Linked DNA regions of Sus scrofa: all the other regions are linked to region 1. The links are chromatin contacts, called in public targeted proximity ligation maps. All regions are on one chromosome and are shown on one strand. The core of a region is the stretch at or near the end of the contact, and the rest is flanking DNA. Distances in the headings are between cores, read along the strand shown.

Region 1 (2,980 bases), core at 159-2,658:
TACAGCTCCAATTGGACCCCCAGCCTGGGAACCTCCATATGCCGTGGGTGTGGCCCTAAAAAGGAAAAAAAAAAAGTCTCTCTCTAGTCCTGACCTCCAAACTCCAGCTGATTTAACACCTTCTGAGGAATAGATTCACATACTCTGAAACTTTCAATTTCAACAGGCACAAAAACATTTTTTGCTTCATTTGCTTTCTTTTACAGTGAAAAAAAAGAGAAGGGCCTACAGAGACACCAGCAGATCACCTCTGATGTTTGACTACTGACTGAAATGTGTCATTTTCATTTTATTGAATTTGAACTTAAGTTTAAGTAACCTATCAGTGAAGCCTGTGGCCTGGATCCAGTAAAAGAATAAAGTTCCACGGAATGCTTTCTTCAGAAACCAGCACTGTGTCTTCTAAGAAGTGCAGTGAATGCCTTGGCCACTATCAATGATGTCTGGCACTCTGAAGGAAATAAGAAACGTCCTGAGGAGACCTTGTGTTATGGTTGGTGACCGCCACTCTAATGGCAAATAGCATGTAGCTTTCTTGAGAATACCTAGAAATTTTCCTCAGAACTACGCTTCTATTAAATATACTTTGGAAACATATCTTCCAATTGTCCTCCAAGATGGCGGATACCAATATATACTTGTAATGAGTGTTTACAGCAAACCTTAAAAAGATTCTTTGAATGGTATCTGACTCACAGTAGGAATGCAATAATTATGCAGGGGAAAAAGCCTGAGAGTCAATGATTCCATAACTAAAAGTTTAATGTTTGGTAGCAGACATTTACCTAGGATACAGAAAGCATTACCAGTCATACTTGATACCAAATACACATAACTGACTTGAATAAATTAGTAAATGTGACCCGAAGGCCTCTTTCTGTTTTGCTTCTTTTCCCTTCAACTGAAGAAGCACACTAGAGCCAAGAATGGGCTTGAACCTCTGCTCTTATAGTCTCCGTTTCTTGCGCAGGTAGTGTGGCTGCTGGAGACAGTTTCAGACTGCAGTCAATGAAGTGGAGCAGAATTGTTTTTGTTAATTGTTTTTGTGCATATCCTTCTTAAGTATCACTCCGTTGTAAGCTTTTTCCAGAGAAGAACCCTGTCTCCTTCCATTACATCCTGTTTCCAGCATTTGCCCGGCACTCAGAAGGTGCCCAATAATGTGAGAAGATTACAACCCTTGAAACTCCCCCTTGGGAGGTGAGGCTGTCAATCAAGCTTCCCCAGCAGATGAGCCCAGAGCTCCTGCCCTTGAGCCCGTGGCCTTGGGCCAGGAAGGTTCTACTGTGCTGCTGTCAAGTTTTCCACTGTGTCCTCAGTTCAGCCTCAAATGGCTGATATTGCTGTCCTCACACTATTTTTAGTCATAGATCAGTTATCCCTGACACGCAGTGATGAGGATTAACGAAATGCACCCATATGCATCTCTGAAGCCTGAGCATGTGTGTCCCTAGCCCAAAGTAGTCTTGGGCAGTTCTGGGTAGGATTAGCAGGCTTAGTTTTTTTTTATTGTCTCCTTCTACTCTCCTGGCAGAGAGAGATCCGGGCCAGAACCACTCCTAATTTGTTTAAGGAATTTGCTAGGAGACTATTCTAAACTACACATCGGACCTCGGTTTTGTCCCATTCAGAACCTTGCAGCCCCCAAGGCGGCTGGGAGAAGTTTTCCTTCTGCTGACAGGAAGGGGCCAGCTGAACGCCATCCCGATTTTACGAGAACACAGAGTAACAGGTCACGCTGTGGGGATGTCCCCACCAATCTCCCATGTGGCGAAGGTTCCACATGCCTGGGGCAGGGAATTTTGAAATGCCCCATGCCAGCTGGGCAGGCTGTGCATGACAGACTGGACACCATCGTAATCACATCATGTCCTGAAACTTCAGCCCTGATTACTCTGATCTTTATCCTCCTTTGACCTGAGATGAATGCAAGGGATGGTCTTTAAATGACCCCGTTGTTTTCAAACTCTGGTACAGTGTTGACTTGGACTTCCCCAGGGGCAGCAAATCATACCAACTGACTGGAGCTTGTCCGACCTATTTAATTATTTTAACTGGGGGCGGGAGGTGGGGTCTCTTCGCTTCATCCAGTGACCCTTGATTTTTGTCATGGGGAGGTATTCAAGACTTTAATAGGGGGCATTAGAGACTTTGTGCGAGTTTTTGTAAAATCAGTTGTCCTCTATGAGAAATCCTTCTTCCTGCTTGGTGCTTAAGTATCTGGGTTTGTTTCAGGGCCCTCTTATTCTCTGCAGAGACTTTGCCATCGGCTTAGAAACACTGGGGGACAAGAGCCTGACACGACGGTCTCATATCTTCTTCAATGTAATGCCAACATTATTTTAAGATCCTTATTCAGAAGGTTAGAACCTCTTGGGAGATCTCAAGAGCCAACCTGCCATTCTCCTGTCTGTGCAACTCCTCCCTTGCTGTGGTTGTCCAGGGTTCCCAGCAGGAAGGCAACTACAGCCAGTGGTTTTTAGCTCTAGGATTTTATTCTTTTACCATCCTGTCTGCTATCCTGCCCCTGCCTCCTTCCTTGACTGTCCTCTCTGTCAGGATTTCAAGGCTTTAGAAAAACAGCCACCTTCATCATGTTAATAACATCTACAACTACCAAAAAAGGAAGAAAAAAAACACACTAAAATCTTTCTTTGCTCATCAGGCAATAATTATTTATTGAGTACCGAGTATATGGATAGCAACAATGGTTTAGTCTGCCTCCCCTCCATAAATTTTTTTTTCTTTTTTTTTTTTGTCTTTTTGCCTTTTCTAGGGCCACTCCTGTGGCATATGGACATTCCCAGGCAGGGGTCTAATCGGAGCTGTAGCCGCCAGCCTACACCAGAGCCACAGCAACGCGGGATCTGAGCCACATCTGCAACCTACACCACAGCTCATGGCAAAGCCAGATCCTTAACCCACTGAGCAAGGCCAGGGACCGAACCCGCAACCTCATGGTTCCTAGTCGGATTTGTTA
Region 2 (2,980 bases), core at 151-2,650, 590 kb after region 1:
GCGGGCCGCCTGGCGTCCACTCTCCGCCCGCCTCCCGCGTTCTGGCCCTACGCACTCACCCGGGTGAGGCTCCAGGCCGTGCGCGGCCGCGTCCTCCGTGTCTCCGAGTGGGCCTGCGGGGCTCAGCGCCTCCATGGACAGGTCCAGCCCCTTCTCCTCCCAGTCTCGCAGTTTCCGCTTTTTATTTGAGCCGATCAAGGCTTCAACGGAGAAGGCATGTGCTCGCGAGCTCAGGGCGACTGCAGATCTTCTCCTTTCACTCATCTTAGCCGCCCGCACCCAGGCCCCCTCTCGCCCTCGCTACTGAGGGAGCAGCCCGAGCCCTCACGCTCCGAGCGCCCGCCGGGCTGGGCCCGGGAAAGGCGGCAGCGAGGCAGTGGAGTCTGAAGGCGGTGGCTCCGCTGGTCCTAGGCACCCTCCCCCAGCGCCCTCCCCCGCCCGCCACCGCCGGCTCGGACCGACGCCCCTAGCTGCCCCAGCCGCTAGGAACGAGCGCCCCGAGCGCCGCTCACTCGCTGCATGAGCGCCCGAGTCCTGCTTCCCACCCACCCGGGCAGGCGCTCACAGGCTGTGCAGACTGGACTTCATCTTTTTTTTTTTTTAATTCTCTCTCCTCCCTCTCCCTTTCTCTCCTCCCTCTCCCTCTTCCTCTCTTGGTCTTCCCGTCCTTCCTCTGATCCAAATTTCTGGGAAACTTTTTTTTCTAAATTCCTCCCTTCCCGAGGAGCTGGGGGCAGGCGGTGCGCTCCTGTCCGAGGGGCGAGGGAGAGGGAGGGGGGAGGAAGAGAAAGACTGAGGGGAAAAAAAGCCAGCCCCCGACCAATGGCAAAGAGGGAACAGGAGAAACCCTGCCGGCAAGGGCCAATGAGAGGAGGGGAGAGACTGAGGCTCTGGCCAAGGCTCCGCGCGGGTTGTCCCCGGGATGCTCCTGGGCCAACTTTAACCCCTGGCTTCCCGGTCCCCCCACGGCTCCTCGCTGGAAGGAGGGGAGCTAAAAGTAGAGGTCTGATCTTGTGCCGTTACAAACTCCTGCAAGCCCCAAATCCGTACCTTTTCCTCCCAAATCTGCTAGGTCTCATAGACCTATTTTAGCTATGGATCGGGAATTTTAACTGTGGATCTGGAACTTGGGGGCTCTGACAAAATGTCAACCTGCCCAAATACACCCGGAAAACGACTCTGATAATCTCGCGCTTGACCCCAGATGCCTTTAGATCTGCTCATTCCTCCGGGGTTTCGCTACACAGGTCCTTTCCTGTCGAACGATTTCTAAGCAACTCTGGTTAAGGCAAAACGAAACAAACAAACAAACAAAAAAGCCTCATTACTATCCAGGGCCTTGTAATTGAAAATTTAAAGATCGCTTCCTCCTTCCAGCTCTACCTGGTAGACGTAGCGCCCTCAACGCGAGAGGCCGGCAGTGGGCACCCGGCTTACCGCGCGCTCCGTAGGCGGATCCAGACTGGGCCCGCACACAGCAAACGCTCTCCTTCCGTTCGGCGTGGATGCTAAGCCGAGCCTCGCCTGCTCGGGGCGCTTGCTCTGGAGAACCCACCGAGAGGGTATGGGCGAGGGCAGCGAGGAACTTTGACAGCGGCGAAGGAGCTTTTCAAAATTCCCTTCAAATCCGATCACCTCTGGAGCCCGGCTCTCTCCGCCCCACTGATCCTCCCTCCACCCTTTAAAAAAAAAAAAAAATCTTTCAGGACACTGCAGTCATCAGAGGTTTCTAAGGAACTTAAATCCAACACTTTTGGTCATTCGGATTCCCCACACCCCTCTCCCAGGTCTGGTCTTGTGCTGCGGAAGAAGACCCTGGGGCGCAGACCAGTGCACGGCCAGTACAGAGGGGCCAAGAAGTTGATCCTGCCAAGCTGGAAAAAGGTCTCGGATTTCGCAGGCGACGGCTGAGCCGCAGCTCGATCTTCCCAACGCCCTGGTTAAGACGCTTCTATCCCTGCTCAAAGAGGCAGGAAAGAGAGCTCCCTGGTGCGAACGACAGATCTAGAGGCCCCAGCAGGCAAGTCTCCTCAACACTCAGGCTGTGGGCAGGGCCTGAACTTGAAAGCCTGGGAAAGGGGGGCCCAAGGTGTGTCACAGACTCCCCAAGAATGAGGGCTCATCAGTCCTTGCACCTTGGGGCAAGAATGGAGAGCCTGTTGGACCTCTGAAATGGCACATTTCCCTCCTGACCACTGAGGGGCTGTGGGAAGCTAGTTCTTGCTATTACAGTTGGATGTGCTCTAGTGCTGGAGGTAACAGCTGGGCCCAGTGGCCTGAAGGTACCTTGGGACTCTTTGGAAGAGAGCAAAAAAGGCCATTTTTGGAGCTCGCTCAAATTGGGCTCCAGCCTGGAGAAGAGGAAGCGATTGGCACAGCAAATGCAGAAAGAATAATGGAAAAGCCACTGGATGAGTATAATTCAGCAAGGCTTGGTCTCCAGGGCATTCCAGGAGCCTGCATCCCAGGCTTGAGGGTCCCAAGCAGCACTCCAAAAACACTGGGATGGGGCACTGAGCCCTTCGGGCCATTGAGTTGCCAGGCAAAAGGAGGAGTGGCAAGGCCAAGGGCTTTGCACCTCAGTCACCGCTCAGGGTTGCTTCTAGGCCGACCTCACCGAAAGTGACCAGGCATTCAACACTCCCAGGCTTCAGCAAAGGAGCTGGAGAAACGGCAGGCCAGGAACACAGTTAGCTTCCCCTGTGGCTTAAACCTCTCTTTTGGCTTGCGATTACTGCCCTTGGCTGGAGCCTGCCAGGACCAGCCCAGATAGACTAGCAATGGGGCGGCCTCTGTTCTTTCCCAGCATTTTCCTCCTCCCCCATCGCCTGCATGTCCCATCTCCCTGGTAGCCTCTTGCTTTCTCTTCTCTCACAGACCTGGTTTGTTTGCGAAATTGATGCAGCACAGGCCATGCACCCTTCCTGAGGTCATAAAACGTTCTCAAAAAGAGAACGTTTTAGTTACCCAGCACCTAGAT
Region 3 (2,980 bases), core at 286-2,785, 540 kb after region 1:
CACTCAGCCACCATGCACACCACCTTCAGAAACCCTAAAGTCAAATGCTTTGATAACAGAAACGAATACGCTTTTGTTGGCACAGGGCAAGCAATAAGAGTGAAACCAACACCCTGGATTAATTGTATTCATAACAGTGTCTTTACATGTACAAATCGCCAACCTCCACTTCAGATGCTTGCCAACCTTAGAATCCCACCTTCACATTCCAAGCCTCCACACTCCTCCGGAAGAAGCCTGCTTCCCAAGACTCTCCTGTCTTCTTTTTTTCCTTCTGAAGCCCTCCCCAGAGGAGAGTGAATTGTCAAAGGGATCCAACCTGGTGGATTTTTTTTTTTTTTTTTTTGTCTTTTCGCCATTTCTTGAGCTGCTCCCGTGGCATATGGAGGTTCCCAGGCTAGGGGTCCAATCAGAGCCATACCCACCGGCCTACGCCAGAGCCACAGCAACACGGGATCCGAGCCACGTCTATGACCCACACTACAGCTCATGGCAACGCCAGATCCTTAACCCACTGAGCAAGGCTGGGGATCAAACCTGCAACCTTATGGTTCCTAGTCGGATTCGTTAACCATGGCGCCATGACGGGAACTCCCAACCTGGTGGATTTTTTAGGTGATAGCCAAGAAGAAGAGGATGGAGCGGGGTAAAGAAGAGCCCCACACTGTCTTCAATGGAAAGGCTGATTTGGGAATCCCAAGGTCAGCCCGTTCTTGCTACCGCCATTCCTGACTCCTTGAGTCACCTTGACCAGGCCCCCTGAAACTTACTCCTCAGCCAACACCTTGGCTAGCGCACGCCTCTGGTTTTCCCCAGGCCTACCTACCTTGAATGGTCAGACTGACCTTTGAAGAAACAGTGTCCTCCAAGTGTGTCAGCAATTCAGAAACTGACAGCTTCTAAAATAGCTGGTGTGATGCTGGGTGTCTGTTGCCTTCTGAAGGAGTGGTGGTGTCACCGAGGCAGCAGGATTTCCTTGCCAAAGCTGCTCCTCCCCTCCTCCCCAAGAGGCTCGGCGCTGCCTCTCCGCGCCCCAGCCCAGGAAGACTTCGAGCCCAGGGGCCGTGGCATTTAAGCACTGTCAGAGGTCCCACTTCAGTCCCCATAGTGGTGCCAGTTCAGCATCTGTTATGATGACCCAGCCTGAACTGTATTTAGAAGCTTTGGACATGGCACCATGTCCTGGCCCGTCTCAGAGTGACAGGAGATTTCCTGAGCACCTGGGCCTGTGATTCAAGAGCTCCTCCTCCCAGGGAAGGGGGGGTCAAAGGGACTTGCTTAATGGTCTGTTTCCTTCTCAGGAGGGTACCCATCTGTTGGAGGCCTCTCTTAGAGAGTCAGCCTCTCTCAGTACAATTACATAACATTATTTTTAAAAATCCATAATTTTATAAAGCTGGAAAGACATCGTAGAGGAAAAAGAGAAAACCAATCAGAAAATAGGTTTAGTGTTCTGTTCACAGACTCTTCTTACAGAGATAAATGTCCCTGCAATTATGTCCTCAGAATCTACCAGCTATTGCCAGCCAACAGAAAGAGTCAGCCATATGACACGGCTTCTAGGGACAGTACAATAATAATAAGTCATCTTCTTGGCAGTCTCCATGCCAGTCTTGAAAGCAACCTACTGGAGTCCAAAAAAAATTTATAAGTGACTCTTAGTTAGTAGTAAAAAAAAAAAAAAAAAAGGAAATAAAATTTAATGTATTTATACGTTAATCTCTGCCAGGCAGGCGGAGTGATAAGGATATAATAAATCGGATGGGCTGGCCGAGTAGGTCTAGGTTCTCAAATCTGCTAGACCACAGGAGAAAGAAAGGCTTTTTCCCAAGTGACCCTCAGCTCTCTGCCCCAGTGTCCCTGACCAGAGTCCCATGGAGATACCCTGTCATTTAAAAGGCATCAGTGTTTGGCCTCTCCCCATGTCTGGGCAAGGACCCAACACTCAGAGAATGTGGGTTTAGGATCATGGCATCTAATCCATTCAAGGATTACTCCCCCCGCCCCCTCTGCTGCTCAGATGGGTGTGTTAATCATCACCTCCCTTTGTTCTGTACGAAATTCAGCCCTGGCTACTTCTAAGCCTCCATGTGTTCCTGAAGTTTACGGATGGCGTTTTGATAGGTCAGATATTGAGAATCAATAGACCACCAACCAGTCAAAAAATCTCAAGCAGTTTTAGGAACATGTGGAAGTAATTTTTTCCAAGAACTCACCAGCCTGGAGGATGAGATCTTATTGATGACGTGTGGGCTATTGTAGATATTAAAGTATTACCTTATGTACCACCTTCTACAACACAATCAAAATTGATTTACAGTGAAGGCAGATTTTCCTTACGACACCAAATATTACACATTATCAGATATGAATTACAATGGAATACCCATTATATAGCATCTTTAAAAGAACAGATAAATGACCAAGATAAAATTATAAGCGAATATGTAGTTACTACATATATAAAATACAAATGTCACAGACTAGAGAATTTCATAGAAATCAGAATATCTTGTGTGACACTGGCTATATACCTACACTTTTTAATTTAATTTAATTTTTTGCTCTTCAGGGCCGTACCTGGGGCATACGGAGGTTCCCAGGCTAGGAGTCTATTGGGAGCTACAACTGCCAGCCTATGCCACGGCAGCGCCAGACCCAAGCCACATCTGTGACCTATGCCACAGCTCACGGCAATGCCAGAACCTTTAACCCACTGATCGAGGCCAGGGATCGAACCTGCAACCTCATGGTTCCTAGTTGGATTTGTTTCTGCTGTGCCACGATGGGACTTCTCCTACATTTTAATTACAATGATCTCAACTGCATGCAGTCAATCTTTTTGTAAAGGAAAAATTATTCCATAAAATGTTAATTTCTAATTTTTTATTTTATTTTATTTTATTTTTTGCCATTTCTTGGGCCACTCCCGCGGCATATGGAGGTTCCCAGGCTAGGGGTCTAATTGGAGCCGTAGCCG
Region 4 (2,980 bases), core at 155-2,654, 520 kb after region 1:
AGTACAATGGATCCGGATGCAGGAACACCAGGTAGGAAATAATGCAGAGGAAGTGAAAGGGATGTGGGGTACCCAGGTCTGGTCTCCTTTCATTGTCACAGTGAGTGGTGTTGTTCATTTCCACTTGGGTTATAATACTGACCCTCTTGGCCTCCAGAACCAATCTCGATGAGGCCAAAGAAGGGTGCTTCATCAGCCTTCCAGTTTGCTCTAGAAACAACATTCTAAAGTGGAACTAACTGACTGCCATATCTCTCTGCCTTCGTGAGAAAGTAATGATTAAAACGGTGGCTGGGGTAGCTTAGAAAAAGTCCAAACAACTATTCAAAGAACTCAGATTCATGTTCCTCCACCTCTGAAACACAGTGAAACCCAAGGTTTCCCGTGCTCCAAAAGCCTTGTCTATATTGTCTATATTGCGTGACTTGGATCAGAGCTTGAAAAAGTTTTTTTTTTTTTTTTTTTTTTTTTTTTTTGCTCTTTAGGGCCATACTCCGGCATATGGAAGTTTCTAGACTAGGCGTCGAATCAGAGCTACCTCTGCCGGCCTATGCCACAGCCACAGCAATGCAGGACCCAACCCACATCCTCACGGATAGTAGCTGGGCTCTTGGCTCATTTCTGCTGAGCCACAACGGGAACGCCAAAGAGCTTGAAAAATCTTGATTATGAAGTGTTCTGTAAGGACCCCTCATGGCCTCTAAAACTTCACAACCTGAGGGGTTTGAGAGAGTCGAATAATTTTTTTTTTTAAGTACCCGCAGCAAACCAAGGCTCTTCCTCTCTTTTAAATCAAATGCGACATCTAAAAGGAAAGTCTGATGTTGAGGCCACTTTACAGCTGCTGAGAAAGCCCAACAACCATACGGTACCTCACATTTATCGGACTAAGGGGTTGCTGTATATCAAATTCTCCTAAAGGTAAAAAAACAGCCAAGGAATCTTAGCCAGATGTGCTATGAAAGACAGAAAAATGTTCTATATGAACTAAAGATTATAAAACTTCCTTTACTTGCCTGGAACATAGTAAACCCTTAATAAATACTTGGTAAGTAAACAGTTTTCCTTCATCGCTTTTTTTTTTTTTTTGTCAGAGCACTAAGCATAGTATCCAACACAAAAGGTATTGAGTACTCCAGTGTAAGTCCATTTTGCTCCAAGCAGGCCCCAAATAAAAATATGCAGCCTTTCAAGCAAAATAAACAAGCAAATACTCTTTTGTTTCAGAAAAGGATTCACTGCAGGATCCTATTATTGAGACAATTCACCAAAATATGAAATATGATCTAACTTATACAAATGAGATTCACGTGCAACTTTCAAAGAACTCCATAAAGTGAGATCACTTGTAAATCTACCGAGTCACCCTTCTCAAAATAAGAACACTGTTCAGAATGTCCACAGGGATTCCAGGCTTGGCTCTCCCTTACCCTCCCCACCCACATACCTCCTCCATTTGTCTGGCTGATTCCTGTGTGTGTCTCAGCCTCAGAAAAAAGCATCAGTTCTTCCAGGAAAACATCCCTCATTCCCCAAACCAAAACAAACAAACAAACAAACAAAAAAACACCCCAAAACCCCCACCAAAAAACAAAAAACAAAAACAAACCCCACCCTGTCCACATCTGTGTCTTTAAGTTATTCCACCGTATCATCATTATGTTTTTACGAGTCATTCACTCAACTAAAACTGTTCTTTGCTTAGGGAGAAATAAGTCTGAAGCAGCTCAATTTTTCTACTGAGCTTTAAAACACTGTAAGTCCTCAGTAAATATTTATGGAATGAATGAATATATTACCGAGATAAAAACATAGAGATTGTAGGGTGTGGCTGATGAGCACACGAAGGCAAATGTAGTCTGAAAGTGTAACTGGAAGCAGTGGGTCTGACACGGAGTTTGAGAGGCGGGATGACTTTGAAGTAGCCTGATGGAGGGCTACACGGAGAGGCTAAGAGGGAAGGAATGAATCAAACCTCAGGAATTTCAAGTGATGAGGAACATTTGCCAGGAGGCAGCAGAGATCATGAGCGTGGGTACAAGTACAGAGAGACAGGGCCATGGCTTAGGAGGTTTGGTCCTCCTGGTCAAAGATCCTGCCTCTGATCTAAATCTAGACGATGACAGCTGCTGCTGGCATTACCGCCTTGTCATCACCAGTGCCCTGTGTGCGCCGCAAGCCCGGTGTCTCTCATTCCAGCACTTCAGTGCCATGCAGAGGGACTAAGCCCTTCTTACAAAAGCATGAATAAAAGGCCTATAAAAGTGGCCGCAGCAGGAAACGCACAAGAGGCAGCCTCTTACCTGCTGGTTCTGATAGGCTGTGACGTGGTGAACACGGTCTCAGGAAGTTGAATGTTTTCACTCCATCCCCAACCGGGACAGGTTTGGTGGGAGAAAGGTCGCTGCTGAAATCCTTGCGAATCACGTGAACTCGAGGCTGGTATTTGTGCATGGAGTGAAGAATGATCTGAAACGAGGAGGGGACACGTCCGTCACTCCGGGGTTGCCTCTGAAGTCCCTACCTCTTTTCAAGCTCTCAGGCAAACAAAATCACAAGATAAAAGCTTTGCAGGATGAACACAGCTGGGGGTGGGGGGTAGGATGTGCAAGAAACGGACAACCAGTGTTTGTGCCCACGGCTGGAAGGACTAGGTGATGGACAGCATCATGTCACAACGAACCACAGAGCACAGGATCCCCATCACAGGTAGTGAAGGCAACATGTTCATTTTTATCGGGTAAATACTGAATGAGTTGGCTCTTGTACCAGGAGGCAACACCCCACTACAAGGTTTCAGAACCTTTGCTATGAGACAGGCGTTGCCTCCTGCTTCAAACTTTTCACATGGGCTCATCTGTCTTTAAATTCTACGAGCTGTTCTTTGCACTTCGTTATTGAATTTATGGTCATTCTCTTACAACATGCGAGAGTGAAGGGTGTATGTGTGTTTGCCCTTCCTCAGAAAATTACCATTTCC

What was found.
Region 2: a contact with region 1 is called in a targeted proximity ligation map of skeletal muscle. A contact is called at or near these places in 4 of 47 Hi-C or Micro-C datasets (embryonic fibroblasts, psoas muscle and skeletal muscle) and 1 of 2 datasets of targeted methods (skeletal muscle).
Region 3: a contact with region 1 is called in a targeted proximity ligation map of skeletal muscle, with 10 times the contacts expected there. A contact is called at or near these places in 3 of 47 Hi-C or Micro-C datasets (psoas muscle and skeletal muscle) and 1 of 2 datasets of targeted methods (skeletal muscle).
Region 4: a contact with region 1 is called in a targeted proximity ligation map of skeletal muscle. A contact is called at or near these places in 1 of 47 Hi-C or Micro-C datasets (skeletal muscle) and 1 of 2 datasets of targeted methods (skeletal muscle).

The regions. Positions count from the first base shown.
Region 1 is chr4:102,508,084-102,511,063 of Sscrofa11.1, reverse strand. The region is part of intron 3 of LOC110260334 (a long non-coding RNA gene); the gene reads right to left. Among named protein-coding and RNA genes, the nearest start is that of SPAG17, 87 kb to the left of the region's middle.
Region 2 is chr4:101,917,311-101,920,290 of Sscrofa11.1, reverse strand. It overlaps TBX15 (T-box transcription factor TBX15), which reads right to left and starts at 1,400. Exons shown (of 12, transcript XM_001926903.7): 1 at 1,384-1,400; 2 at 60-1,279. The coding sequence starts at 264.
Region 3 is chr4:101,965,191-101,968,170 of Sscrofa11.1, reverse strand. The region is part of intron 2 of TBX15 (T-box transcription factor TBX15); the gene reads right to left. Among named protein-coding and RNA genes, the nearest start is that of TBX15, 48 kb to the right of the region's middle.
Region 4 is chr4:101,991,340-101,994,319 of Sscrofa11.1, reverse strand. It overlaps TBX15 (T-box transcription factor TBX15), which reads right to left. Exons shown (of 12, transcript XM_001926903.7): 6 at 2,352-2,469; 7 at 2,329-2,349; 8 at 2,304-2,326. Among named protein-coding and RNA genes, the nearest start is that of TBX15, 74 kb to the right of the region's middle.